2 separate regions of the Arachis hypogaea genome follow, and region 1 is linked to region 2. A link is a contact called in public Hi-C data. All regions are on one chromosome and are shown on one strand. The core of a region is the stretch at or near the end of the contact, and the rest is flanking DNA. Distances in the headings are between cores, read along the strand shown. Region 1 holds the start of LOC112764336. Region 2 holds the start of LOC112763006.

The links. A called contact is a pair of places that touch in the nucleus more often than the background predicts.
Region 1: a contact with region 2 is called in a Hi-C map of leaf, with 2.5 times the contacts expected there. The contact joins the promoter of LOC112764336 here to the promoter of LOC112763006 in region 2. A contact is called at or near these places in 2 of 8 Hi-C or Micro-C datasets (both in leaf).

Annotation. Positions count from the first base shown.
Region 1 is chr17:23,374,374-23,382,079 of arahy.Tifrunner.gnm2.J5K5, forward strand. LOC112764336 reads left to right here and starts at 1,402. Exons shown (of 7, transcript XM_025809895.3): 1 at 1,402-1,678; 2 at 2,162-2,311; 3 at 2,888-3,101; 4 at 4,611-4,909; 5 at 5,018-5,092; 6 at 5,656-6,327; 7 at 6,582-7,324. The coding sequence starts at 3,068. The coding sequence ends at 7,025.
Region 2 is chr17:23,235,241-23,242,779 of arahy.Tifrunner.gnm2.J5K5, forward strand. It overlaps LOC112763006, which reads left to right and starts at 2,699. Exons shown (of 3, transcript XM_025808786.3): 1 at 2,699-5,163; 2 at 5,256-5,644; 3 at 5,720-6,412. The coding sequence starts at 4,407. The coding sequence ends at 6,163.

The DNA of each region.
Region 1 (7,706 bases), core at 152-2,651, 140 kb after region 2:
CGCGATGAGGACGACGACAGGGCGTGGCTGGATACGATCTTCCTCAGCGCCTCCGTTCCTCTCTTCTCTTCCTCTCCTCTTCTCTTTCTCTCTTCCTCTGTTCTCTCCTCTCTTGCTGTTAGTGTGAGTGAGATCTGGAACCTCTCTCCTCTTTCGTTAGTGTGACCAAACGGCGAAAAGTGGCAGCGGCGGCGGCAGCAAGGAGTAGCGGCGCTTCCCCTCCCCTTTCTCACCTTCTTTCCTGAACCCCCCCCCCAAACGAAGCATGATTCTCTTCCCCCATTTTCCCCTTCCCTTTAACCTTTTCCTTTTCCTTTTTTTTATTTTTTATTTGTTTTAGTTAGGGGTATTTTCGAAATAAAAATTTAAAATTTAGTAAAAAGGATAATTATAAAACTAAATTAAACTTTCGGGACCATTTTGTAGCAAAAAAAAGGCCGGAGACAAAAAAATTTTTTAGCCCGATCTTAGGAACCAAAATCGTACTTAACCCTAATTTTTTATATGCTAATGAGTCAAATGATGATTTTTAATAAACTTTTAGAAATCGTTTAATGTTCTAATTTACATTCATAAGTTTATAAAAATGTAGATTTTTTGAAATTTGAACTAAAACACAAAAGTTGAATTTCTATTCTTATTCATTTTGATTTTTTTATATTTTATTTGAATTCAAATTGAGGATATTTTTTTTATTAATATTTATATTTTAAAGTAGTAAATATTAATAACCTGTATATATCAGTATTAAATCGAATCAACTAAATTCAATTTATATGTATATGCTGCAGAAGTAATAAATTGAATCAACTAGATTCAATTTACTATTGATATAGTATATATAGTAAATCGAATTAATTTATCTTAAAAAAGCGTAAATCAAATTTAATTGATTATTAATTTTTAGGATATAAATATAAATTAATTCACTTCAAGACATTGCTGTAATTTTGATCTTCAAATAATTTGATTGTGTGAATTATTCTTTCACATACACACACAATATGTAATATTTACAACAAAATTTCATGTGAATTTGATAGTCGAGAAACTGTTAGATGAAAATTTAGTCAAATCAGTCAAAATCATCTAACGGCTCTCAATTATCAACTTCACATGAAGTCAACTGCACTTGCGTTTTCACCTTATATAAAAACTTGATTATTCAATTGTAGCGGATTTAATTGTTTTACAATAATATATTTAATATTTTTGTAGAATTGTAGGTGATAATTTGTTGAAAAATATATAAAATAAAAAATATAAACATAAATATATATTTATTTAATCACTGATTTTGTGTGTTCGTATTTTTATATATATCACCTTAAGGGAAAAAATGAAGAAAAAAAAAAGGCCTTATTCCATGAAATATTGAAATCTGACCAAAAACTAAAACTTACGAAAAGAATAATAAAAACAAAAAAGGAGAGTTTACTACCTGTGTTAGTGTGTTGAGCCTAAAAATGAGAAATCACTAACATTGTCACCGTTACCCTAGAAAATCAGGAATCGTTGAACAGCCTCAGCCCAGTGCACGCGGCCGGATCGGAAAGCTCCGAACCTCCGCCGGTGAGTCCGACGGACCACCACGCAAGCGGTGGTCCTATCCTTTCACGATCATTCACCGCCGCAGCCGCACGATCATCGAAGGCATTCTTTCTCCCTCTTGGTGTCGGTAATGATACTATTGCATTTTCTGTTTGTTCGTTTTGAAAGAATTTTATACTTTTATACTTCAATTTTGTTCTGAAATTGCTCTTGTTTGTTATTCATTTGTTAAATGTGTTAGAATCAGCTTCGATGAATGCTCTGAAGAATCTGCTTTTGTTGATCGGTTTACTTTTGAAGCATTGTGGATGCTTTTGCAATTCGCGATTGCAAATAATATTTATTTTCTCGGATTTTATTCCCTTTTATGCTCAGGAAAAAAAAAAAAAGAAAGATTTTTCCTAAACATTGATGCATATGTTATATTCAATTCAATTTTTTTTTAAGTTTCACTTTGATGCCACGTAATATTTTTATTTCAAGAACAATACGCATTTGCCTAAGTATTTCGATGCCGTTCTTATCACTAACTCAACTAACATTAACTGTATCCAATTGAAAGTTGGTTGGAGATTACTGAATTTGATTCTTTTTGCCTTCTTGCCTACAGAGCCAACAAAACTAAAATGACAGATACTAGTGACTCCGGTTTTAATCTGAAAAGAAGTACTGACGTATCTTGGCAGACGCAGAAGGAAAGTGCTGAGCAAAATGGGCTTTCTGATATTGAGCAACTGGTGAAAAGGAGCAAATTCTCTAGGTACAATAATTCATATTGCCGGATTTTATTTCTTGCTTGTTTGAAGGGCTCATTTCATAACTCTATTATGGAAGTTCATGTGTTAGATCAAAGTAGTCATTATCTTATTTAAAAGGCCTGTTATTTCTCAGTTCAAAATTTTGATGTAAATTAACCCTCAATTTAGGTATTTGAGGAAGCAGATCTTACTATTTCAGATTTTTCTACTATGCTCTTGTTTTGTTAAATTGGGTTAGGGCTATGAAACTTCTTCTCACAAGTATTTGACGTAGCCATTAATATGAATAATGGCATTAGCTAGTTATGAACAATGTATAAGCTATAGAAAAATGAGCCAAGCCACAAGTAAGCTTAACAGATGGTTCAGCTTACCTCCATCATGTGCTCACTCATCATAGAACATGTTAACAATAGCATTTACTGCTTCTTTCGGGTATCTTTGCAGCATTGGAAGACTACATGATAATTTTTCACTTTATTCTCCATTCCACGTCCTTCCAAAGATACCCTGAAAGCCTTTGTTGTATCTTATCTCACGACATGTCTTGTCCAAAAATCTTTTATCCACTCTTGTAGAGATGAATTCAACCGCTTGGTGGAGTTATTAAATTCAAGGCTAGTGGACCCTCCTAATGTTGAACAAGGAAAGCAGAACGCTAATTTGACTTCTCAAAAACACGATGAAGAATTTTCAATTTCCCAACGGTTTCTAAAGGTTTCCGATGCACGAAGACATGAAGAGTCAAAAGGAGCCATATGGGAAAGCCCAACACCTCTTGGTCTGTCAAATGTAAGTATTACAATTTGTCATTTAAGCTGTTCACATTCAACACTAGTTTATGATTGATCCCTTTGCTCATATATTATGTTATGCAAAATTTGTTATGCCTATGTGTGTCCCTAGACTTTAGTGTTTAGTATACTTGTAGTATAATCGTAAACTATTAACATAAGAATGTTTGAGCATGCTTGGGAAAGGCGCAATCAACTTTGTTTTAAAGGAAAGTTGACCTGGATTTCTGGAAAAATCAATATATTTGGGTTAAAATTGAATATAAATTATAATCAAAAGCTTATAATCTGAATCCAAATAGCAGCTCATAATTATAAGCAACTTTTTGGAGCTTTTTTAATAGAGGCTGATTATTTTAGAATTGTTTTGTTCTTACCAAATAGACCACACATCAAATATCATGATATAAACGAAATTCCAGACCTTTTTATTTTGGCATACAGAAGCAACTTTTTTTGTTTTTAATACAATTCAAACAAAACAAATTTTCCTGAAACCACTTTTTAGTGTTAGTATCCAGAGTTCCAGATATACATGGATTCTTTGATTATATGAAGAAACGGTAATACAAATAAGCAATTACTAAAATAATTTAATCTTGTACCCCTCCCAATCACATCATTTATCTATCAGTTTTTAAAACCAGTGAAATGGTATGGATATGTATGTTTCATCTGTTTAGGTTTTGTTTGGATATAATATTCTTAGAGTTCATGACTTCATGCAATTTCAAATGCATGGAAATTCAAGTGCATCAATTGCAAAACTTCTTCATTTGGATGGAATAAATATGTTACCTGCATTAATAAAAATCCTTTGTAAAGGTAAGGTATTTAAATTACTTCCATTAGTTTGTTTTTCCCTTATTTAATATAATTGAGTTTATTTTTTATTAATTTTAATTGAGACAGAGAGGAGGAGAAACTAACAGTGTGTTTGGTTTACATTTTCATTTTGAATATTTTCTGTTTTCAAGAATCAAGATTTTGTAAAAGAAAAAGAAAAGATGGTGAAAACAGTGAAATTTTATTTTCTGTCTTCACATCCTGTTTTCTCTTTTTTCTTCACAAAATTCTAAAACCAGAAAATACTGAAATGAAAATAGAAAATAAAAACACAAACCAAACACACTCTTATTCCCACATTATAACTGGAAATTGAAATCCCCTGTTTTAGCTAATTGAAATTCTTTATCAAAATTCCTTGAGTTTTTACAATTCCTTTGAGTTAAATTCCCAAACATGATTACCATAAATAATTTTTTTATTCTCTAAAATTACTTACCCTCCCTTTAATCACCCCATTCTTTTTTAGCTTAGATTGTGGCAAGAATGAAAAATTGAGATCAGTTTTCTTGTTTGCCATGTTAGTGTGGTGGAATAGATTGAATTTGATAGTAACTGCAAGTTGTATATGCATCTATCATAGTTACATAGAACATGTCCTTTTCTGTATCCGATTTATTTGTATATATGGCAATCAAATTAATAACTCTCCAGGTTCCAGATAAATTTGGTGCCTCACCTGTTGAGATTGCTAAGGCATATATGGATTCACGTGCAACTGAAGCAGGCCCCAGTTCTAAGAGCATAATACAAACTGTTGAAAGAAGAGTATCACGTGGTGAGGAATCTGCAATCAAACTTTATGATCCATTACCATTTGCAAAGACATCAACATGTTGGCCTGGTGTAGTAGCACATGATGCTTACGCAACACCACAAAGTCAAAGAAGCAGATATGGACTACACAACTTCCCCCGGACTCCTTATTCTAGAACTTTATTATCAAAATCTAAGTCCAGGGTATATCTTGCTTTAGTAGTTTATATAGTTTTCTTTAGTAGTTTTTTGTATTTTATTTTCTTGTGTTTCCAATCTTATTACAACTTTTCTTCCTTTCTTTTTCACCAGTTGAATCATATAGAAGGCAATTATGGCAACATTTTATCAACGCCCCTCAGTCAATCGCAGTCATTGTATAGGCAGGTATGCTTCATTTTTCAGATCCTTATGTGATTGTGTTTGATTTACATATATAATATGTATATTTTTAAAGAATTTGTAAATATTGAAATTTGAAATTGGCGTGTTCTAAGTACTTTTTTTGTTGTTGTTATAGTTGATTTTTATAAAGAAGTTGTAATTAACTTTTTAAGTTAAGATGGTAAGTACTAAGTAGTTTACACTCTAACCAAGAAATTTTGGGTTCAAGTATTAGAAATAGCAAGAAATAGGCTTTGGATATTTTATATATGTATATATATATGGTGCAGGGTATTTTAGGAAAAAAGCTGTACGTCAAACCTCTCCCAATTCCCTTTATATATATAGGCTTAAACTTAAGTGGTAAAAGGCTTCAGAGGAAACCTTTTTTGTTTGTGAAATCAGATTTTAGCATATTTTCTGAACATACTATTACTACCAAATGTGTTCCATAGAGGCCTTATTTTTCCTTAATATGTTTTTATTGGCTTATTGCTTATTGTTAGTTTTCTTTCTTTTTTTTTAATTTGATTTTTGGTCTGTTGGTAACTTAAATAAATATATAGGATAAATCTAAAGTTGATGCATCAGAAAGCAGATATGGATCTGTTGGACCTATACGTCGAATTGGTGGCAAGGTTGGTTCACAGTCTTCATCAAGAACATCGCCTTATTCATCTCTTCATGGCCTTCCAAAGAGAGAGAGTCCCGTCATTAATGACATTTTCACTACTCCTGTTACAAAGGCTTCTTATCCTGATGGGATAAGCACTCAGAAGCGGGTGCGCTTTGAGGTGGATGTTCCATCAGTGCACATGCATACCAGTTTGATGGCTAAAAAGATATTGGATCATATTGATAGAAACATACCCACTCCCAAAGAAAAATCTGCTGAGCTGAATCTGGCAACTAAATGGAAGAGTCCTGAATCCTCTGTAGATATTAATACTACCTTATCAAAAGAAAATAATGACTCACTACAGTTAAAAGGTGTTGGTCATTTCAAATTTGGTGGGCTTGATGCAAAGGAATCTACACCTAGAAATGAAGGTCAAGGGAACAGCAATGTTGATATTTTACCAATGAAGAGTTCTGGTAAACCCATTGATGTCAGTAAAGAAGGAAATTCGGCATCTAACATGAATGTTAGCAGCAGCATCCCCACATTTGGTATTGAAGCAAGGACTATGCAAAATTATGGTGGTTCTCAGAATATTTTAAAGAAGTCTGCTGAAGAGGTACAAATTATTTGATGGATATAAAAGCTTTTTACATATATTTTTTCTTATTTAGCCTTTTCAAATATTAGTTACAACTTACAATTCTTTTATATTTGTTATAATTAGTTTCCGGTTGGAAAAGAAAATTGATTGCATGAGATGCACTGAAGCATTTAGTAGTCAATCTATTGATATCTGAAACCTGTTAAAGTTTTGATTTGGGACATCATTATATCTAGAGCCAAGAGTTTCTGAAAGATCTGCCAATGCAGGAAACTTCGAAGACTCATCCCGGTGGCAGTTTCCCTTTCATAGTAAATCAAGAAAAGAAGCCTCTCTCTAACTCTACATCCAGTAAACCAGTTTTACCTCCAATTACCATCAAGAGGCCTGTGCGTGACTCAAGGTGGTTGTCTGATAATGGCACAGGATTTACCTTCCCTGTTACAACATCATCTTCTGTGTCATCGGAACCACCAACACCAACCATCATGCCATTGGCTAGCGAGGACCAGAATCAATCAAAAGAAATCTCCACTGAAACATCATATAGTTTTGGTTCAAAAAGTTCGTCCGATCCGGCAGTGGTGTTTTCCTTCCCATCTACAAGCAACTCAGTTGTTCATGATGACGCTGGTGATATAAAGTTCAACTTTGGTTCGGATGATAAGCCAAGGTTGTCTTTTTCGTTTGAAAAGAATGCTGTCTGTTGTTAAGGAAAAAGCTCTCTCTTTCTCTCCGCAGTTGCATAGTGTACTTTTGTGTGCTTTACTTCTTTTCCTGAGGACGAGCAAAAGTGCCATTTTGAATGAGACTGTAAAGTTTCTATTGTCCTATCATAAATCTGCATGTATTTTTGTTTTTGGTTTCCAATTTCCGCAGCAAACTATTCGGCAACGTTTAAAGGTTTGGCAAGCAGATTTTGGTGATTATTTCTACGCATCTTATGATCAGATGGTATGGTATCGAAGAATGTTATGATATGGTTTTATAATATTGACACTGATTTTTATTTTGTTTCTTCCAAGTAATTGCCAAATTTATTTCTGCGAAAACAAAAAGCATACAGCAACAAATTGTCCGTCATAATTTGAAATTGTTGTATTCGACATTTGTTATTCAAGCAAATGATAATCAGATTTTTTTTTTCAAATAAATAATTTAATTATTTTATTTACTGAAACATGTAATTTGTAGCGTATTTATTAATTTGTATAATTTGGCTTATCTCGTTTACATAATTAAAATAATCCTTCTGCATGTCTGTTTTTTTTTAATGCTACGGGATGAATTTTTCTGATGTTAATTTTAAATTTTGATGGATTATTTTGTCTTTGTAAAGAGAAACAAAGGGTTTGCTTTTGTTTTGTGCTTGACTGCTTGCTTGTCGTGACTCG
Region 2 (7,539 bases), core at 1,449-3,948:
AACCTTCAGTTTTCGTATAAGCACATGAAAATCTCTCACTCAAATTTAACATCTTTTTTTCTGTATGAAAAAATTGTATACCACTAGCCAATGTTTTGCCGTCAGTAGAAAAATTTGAGGACCTAATAAGGAGTCTAGAGCCAACACTCTCACATTATATATACAATCTTAGAACCTTTCTTTAGGAGTTAAATCTTTGCATTTCTTTGAATGATTTTTATTGCCATTTTCTTAAATGCTAATTATGCTTTCTCATTTATTGCATATACATTGTCCAATTTTGCAAAGATATCATCAAATTTTCAACATGGATAACAGTAACATTTTTGGGTCAACTAATATAGTCACCGAAAAAAAAAGAGTGGTCGTACAATTGTCAGAGCGCACACAAAAAGAAAAAGGAGACAACCTACCTCTTAGGATTGAAATTGCATTGCTTCATGATGAAAAATGTGATTTTGAGTCAAATAATTTAACAGTGATTAAGTAAATATGGTCTCAAATGAAAAGGCAAGAAGAGTTTTGTTGAAAAGTTTGGAGATATTCCTTGTCTCCTCTTCATTCCTATCGATACTCAACTGCTAAGGGCTATACTCCAATTTTTGGATCCCTCATATCAGTGTTTCACATTCAATCAATTCGATTTGACACCAACTATCGAGGAATACTCCAAGTTATTGAATAAAAAAATGTTCCTAAAATTTATTGTTATAACCAGAAAAAGACACCTAAGCGAGCTTTATCACAACTTATGCGGATTCATGCCAAAAAGCTTGAAAATCATGAGGATCGATGGACAAAATTTGGATGCAAGTTTTCTTTTCCAGTATATACAGAGTCATATTGATGATGACAAGGGATTGACAATGTACACATTAGCTATCAATGGTCTCGTGGTATTTCCAAGAGTTAGAGGTCAAGTAGATAGACATGTGATAAAGCTATTCGATCAAATAACTCATGGTGTACATCCAAGTTTGGCTATTTTATCAGAAGCCATTAGATCGCTTAACCATTGCCGACATCACCCTAAGAGCAAATTTTAGGGTTGCTCCCAATTGCTCATCGTTTGGATGATCATTCATCTCGTTGGCTTAGAAGAATTTGGATATCCCATTATCAAATGTAATAAGTATACTGGATTTAAGATTCCTTTATACGAGCATAATAATGTAAGATGGTTCTATCAGTCACCAATCCAAGATCAATGGGTAAATTTCTTTTTGAGGATACAGGATGTCATCTGGCGCATGAGTTGGCTTCCTTTAACGTATACGATTTATTGTTGCAGGAATAAACCCTGGGTTCACCTGTCGGTCCTTGGAGTGTCACTAGCTATGCTCCTGCACTGGTCAAAAGACAAGTAGGCTCTCTCTAATTCATCCCTATGACCCATGATCTCCTTGATATGTATTTTACGTACGAGATTCTTAACACAGCATGTAAGGTCAAAGAAATCATTACTGATTGGAAAGATGTTAGATATGTAAAATCTGGCGTACCAACATTAGGCACTACTCCTGGATATCCATTATGTCAAGCTAACAGAGGTAAAGGGTTTAAGGCTCCTGTGATCATTGGACTCTAGCTTCCAATGCACGTTTAAAGACCCTATACATTATAAAGCAGAAGCAAACTATAGATATGAAGATGCTTTCAGACAGTTAGAAGAGAAAAAAACAATGCTTATTGAACAATGAAAAAGAAAAAAGGTTGATCTAAGTCACCGTCTGGAAAAAGCGACAAATGAGGTAACTGAGCAAAGAAAAAGAGCTAGGATCATGGAAACTAAATTTGCAAAGTTAAAAGAAAAATACCATTTCTTGAAAAGAATATTGCAAGAAAATGACCAAGCTTTAAAATCATGTAATACTGAAATACAAAGTTTACGTCAAGATGTAATGAAAAAGAATCATAGGTTGAGAGTTGACAATGATCTCACTACCTTGTTGGAGAGTAAAAATGCAAAACTACAAAATAATATTGAAGATTTTGCCACAACATATGAAAAATAGAGAAGAATGTATACAAAGATGGAGCAAGGGATTGCCATTTTGTTGAAAGATATCAGAGATGTTACTTGTCATGCTAGGAAGAAAGCTAAAGAAGTGTAAGAAGCTAAGGCCAAATTACCACCTAGGGAGATACAAAAATTATTGTCAGAATTAGTAAAATAGTTGAATCATATAAGGAAATTTTACTGATAGCAAAGTCCTTCTAAAAATAAAATTATTTGTACTTGGGTGACTATTTAGTTGTACCAATTTGAATGTTTTACCTTCCAAGAAAAGATAATGATATGTAATTTTGGGTTTCATAATAATACATGCATGATTTCCTGATTTACTTATTATCTTTTCATTTGCATTGGCATTCGCATATCATTTAATACATTTAAATAAATAGAAAAATTGTCGCTACAACATCCTTATCGAACTCGCTCGCAGTCAAAGATCATGGATGAACTAGGACATGCACAAGAAGAAATCAAAGAAGAAATGAATCAGATGAAAAAGCAAATAGCAAAAATTTTGGAGTCATTGCAAACAATGAGTACAAATGGAATTCCTGTAGTAATAGGCGAAGAACGAAGAAATGTGCTGGAGTACCCACCTAATGATGCATCTCAAGAGATTATTATCAACCAAGGTTTTCCAACATCAATGCCAATGTATGGTCTTCTCCCTGGGTATGTACATCCCATTGCTGTCACTTACTTTGATAATGTTGCAACAACACAGAATATTTTCAATATTGTCCATCCTATCAGTGAAGCCATGCCAGGCAGTGCAATGGTGGGAGTTCATTCTCAAACACTCAATAATGGGATAATTTCTCCTATTCAAACTTCTGCTGATTGCTTCATCTTCATGATCCAAAGAAAAATTTAAAATTTTGGAAGAAAGATTAAGAGCCATAGAAGGGGTAAACAGTTATGGTCTTATGGAAGGTAAAAAATTTTGCTTAGTTCGTGATGTTGTGTTAACTCCAAAATTCAAAATCCCAAAGTTTGGCATATACAAAGGGACCACTTGTCCAAAGAACCACTTAACCATGTATTGCTGAAAGATGGGTTCATACGCACTAGATGAAAAATTATTGATCCAGTGTTTTCAAGACAATTTAATAGGGGCTGCATCTAACTGGTATGCACACTTGAAACCATCTCACATAAAGAATTGGAAGCATTTAGCGGATGCCTTTGTAAAGCAATACAAATACAACATTGACATGGCTCCTGATAGATTTTACTTGCAGAACATGACTAAAAAAAAGGTGAAATTTTTAAGGAGTATGCTCAAAGATGGAGAGAAATTGTTGCACAGGTAGAACCTCCAATTATTGAAAAAAAATGATCACCATGTTTATCAACACCCTCCAATACCCTTTTTATGATAGGATGGTTGGAAGTGTATCATCAAACTTTTCAAATATAGTTATTGTTCCGTCCGGGATGATCTAACCGAGCTATAGGTCGTTCAAGAGAGTCTAGCCGAGCTATAGGTCGTCCAGTTAATTTACGATCTTCGGCCGAAGCTATAGGTGGGTCGACCTTCCAATCACCGGCGGGAGAGCACCTGCAAAAAGTTCTCCGACGCTCAAGTCAGAAAGGAAATTGAAGTATAAGCAAAAACAGTTATAAAGTCTTTCTTCTACTCTTTTCTAGTGATCGTTCTCTTTGTTTCACTCCGCCCTTCCCATCTCTTGGAGGTCCTTTTTAAAATGGTATTTTTGTGCGGTTGAGTACTTGTTTTCCGAGATATCCTCGGCCATATCCGATGTGTTTGTTATATTTGATTTTTAGAACGTTTTGTTGGACGTGATTCCTTGCCGAGTTATAGGGCACGTGCTCATCGTGATTTCTGATATCTTGGGCCGAGGTTAATGGTCCATACCACAGCCCCCAAGCTTGGCCTTGTTTGAAAAAAGGTTGGGGAGGAAATAGGCCAAGCTTTTGTTATGACCTCGGCCTTTCCAATATTGTAACGTAGTCCGTAAGCCCCCAAGGTTGGTCTCTTTCCGACCTATTAGCTAAGGTTTAGTAACACTTGAATTTTGGCGTAACCCCTTTAAACGTGGCTCCTTGATTCTCGCGCCCACTAGCATTTAATTGATGTGGCTTGTTTGCACGTTTCTCAATGTACCCCCATCCATTGATTTAAATTTGAATGGCTGTGATAAAGAGTGGAAATGGGGTTGAAAATGTCAACCGTTTGTTGTGTCTTAAATTTTGTTTTTTATGTAAAATATTCTTCCTTGTTTCTTTTTTGAAAAGCCGCTACTTCTTCCCTCCTTCTGAAAAAAAATGTCTAAGAAAGGTGAGTGCTTGTCACCTTTGTTTTGTGCATGTCTCTTGATTGTCCTTCTTGTTTTTGTTGCTGTAATATTGTTTTTGTGTTAGAAAAATGGAGAAGCCCCTTGTTAAAGTCGTCGACAGTGACCTATGTAGCTGGGTGGATGATAGTGTGAAATCCTTTGAATCGTTTTTTAATGATGCCAAGTCAGTGGAGTTATTAGGATCAGACGTCTGGATCAGGGAGGGGAGTGATATTAAGATCGAAATCTTGTCGTGTGGGAAAGACGATCGTGTTTGTGAGTATTTAAATGATGAGTCCTACTTTTATGTGTATAGTTGTCTTCTAACGGAGCTAGGTGTACGATTTTCCTTCTCTGAGTTTCAATGTGGCGTGCTATTTTGGTTGAACTGCGCTCCGTCGCAATTGCATCCCAACTCGTGGGGTTTTGTGAGAGCATTTGAGGTTTTGATGGCGGTACTTCAACAGCCGCCATCTTTGAGGGTGTTCTTCTCTCTGTTTCAGGCGAAAGGTGTCCGGCGAGGGCTGTGGGTGAACTTAAGTAGCCACCCTGGTAGATCAATGTTTGCTCTGTATAAGTCTTCTTTTAAATATTTTAAGAATATGTTTGTCAAGGTTAGGGCTGCCGCGGGCCTGTTCCCTTTTTATCTTGATGAAAATTTGGAAGGGAGATTTCCTATTTCCTGGTGTCCGGAGCCTAACCAAGTTCTGGACGTTGAAGATAGGCTTCCTAGTGAACAGGCTTTGTTAGAATTTTTAGTGTCTGAAATGGAGAGTAGGGAGTTATTGTCTGTTGTAGAATTATTGAAGTGGGACACGGATGAGCAAGCCGTGTTGGATTACCTAGGTAACATAGACTAGTTTTGGAAATGTTTGTGTTTAGTTTCGTGTAATTTGTTTTTTTTTGCTAATATATGTGTTTTTGGTTTCCTAATGCAGGGGAGAAGGTTCCTACTATCACAACAGCTGGGTTGAAGTTATTTTTTAATCAAAGGAAGAAGGATGAAAAAGAGGGTTCTACCACCAATGTCCCTAAGGAGGTTGTCACTGGTGCGGTGCAATCTGATTTGAAGTCTAGAGGGAAAAGAAAAAGGGGTGCGGTTAAGGCTTCTGAAGCGAAGGATGAAGATGATGTCAGGTTCGATTTGGTGGAATCAGCTTATGAGTCACAAAAGGTTCTTCATGGGTATTCAATCGATGATCATGCAAAGTCACTCTGGAGTAAGTTGTTCCCTTTTATGACTTTGGCTGAACAGTTTGGTCAGTTTCCAGTTGATGTGGAGATGATCAACAAGGTTGGTCCTTCGGGGGTTAGTCGCTTCTTGCAGGTACCGGGAGGTCTTTCTGTATAATTCTTTATTTCTTTGCTTACCTTATTAATCATTAGTTGGCTTTATTTTCAGGTTATTGGTGCTCGTCTTGTGTCTATTGGACGAACACAAGAACTTTCTTTTGAGGCAGGGAAGAAGGATACTATCACTGTTGCTGAGTTAACGAAAATAACTGAAGAGAAAGAGAGAAAAGTGAAGGAACTTACCTCATCTCTCAAGTCCCAAAGGTCGGAATTGGAAGATGCAAGGAGTCAGCAGGAGTCAACAAATAAGGAGATAAGCGAGTTGAAGATACACAATGAGCAACTGGTTGCTCGGCTGGGCGAGCTTGAGAATGAGATTTATGAATCTTTCGCTCAGGGGTTTGACCGAGCTGTGTCACAAATGAGGGTCTTGTTTCCCGATTTTGATGCTGGTAAGCTAGACGCCACAAAGACTGTGGTGGATGGCAAGTTGATAGATGATGAAGCATTGGAGAAAGCAGATGGTTCCAGTATTGGAGAAAGGGATGATTGAACTTTGTATTTTTTTTTTTTTTTTTTTGGATGTTGAATGAAACTGTTTAGGTTCTGTTTCCGATGTTGTTGCATAAGCCTGTTTGACTTTGTTTGATCCTTTCTCCGGGTATGAAGCCCGGGTCAAGTTTTGTTGAGCCGACTGTTGGCATGGTTGTTTTGCTTTTATAATAGGTGTTTTGTATCTTGTGTTTGTATACATGCATGCACAATATCGAACAAAGATTGCAAAAGTTTCAACGTTTGAGCATTATTGTATTCAAACAAAGCAAATGATAAATACATGAACTTGAAAACTGGCATCCGGCCTCGTTAAAACCTTATCTGAGCAAAAACCCAATGTGGGTGAAAAATCTCCTAATAAGGAAAAAGAGTACCATCATATGCCGCCCCGTGTTTAGGACACATACATTTTCAGTGATGAGATGTTCCACGTCCCTGAGACTGGTTCTCCTTGGAGTGTTTGCAATGAGTAAGCCCCCATTCCGAGAGGTTTGGTGATTTTGTAGGGTCCGTCCCATGTAGCTGCTAGCTTGCCATGTCCTGGTATTCGCCGAGCTTCTTCTGTTTTTCTTAAGACGAGGTCTCCTTCCCTGAAGGTTCTTGGGATGACCTTTCTATTGTATCTTCGTTGTATCAATTGTTGCATTGCCTTTTGTTTAAGATATGCCTTTTCTCGGTGTTCTTCAATTATGTCGAGCTCGGCTGACCGAGCTTGATTGTTGTCCTCGTCCATTTGGTAGCTGACTCTTAGTGTGGGGTTGGAAATTTCAACTGGAATCACTGCCTCTGCTCCGTACACCAGTCTGAAGGGGGTTTCCCCTGTGGATGAATGAATGGTTGTATTATAGGCCCATAGTACCTCTGGAACTAACTCTGCCCAGTCTCCTTTTGCATCACCGAGCTTTTTACGTAGTGCTTGCAATATGACCTGATTAGCGGCTTCTGCTTGACCGTTCGTTTGAGGGTGCTCGACCGAGCTGAAGTGATGTTTGATATGAAAGTTCTGTAAAAAACAGGCAAGGCGAGTATCAGTGAATTGTCTTCCATTATCAGAGACAAGCTCACCGGGGATGCCGTATCTGCAGATGATGTTTTTCCAAAGGAAAGATTGTACCTTTTCTGCTGTGATGCGTGCTAATGGTTGTGCTTCAATCCATTTAGAAAAGTAATCTATACAGACTAGGAGAAATTTTACCTGTCCTGGCGCTTTTGGGAAAGGACCTAAGATGTCTATTCCCCATCTGTGAAATGGCCAGCTTACCTCTGTGCTATGTAACAGCTCGGCCGGGCTGTGTATTATTTTCGCATGCTTCTGACAATTATCGCACCTTTGAACTTTTGTTATGCAGTCCTTCTTTAAGGTTGGCCAATAGT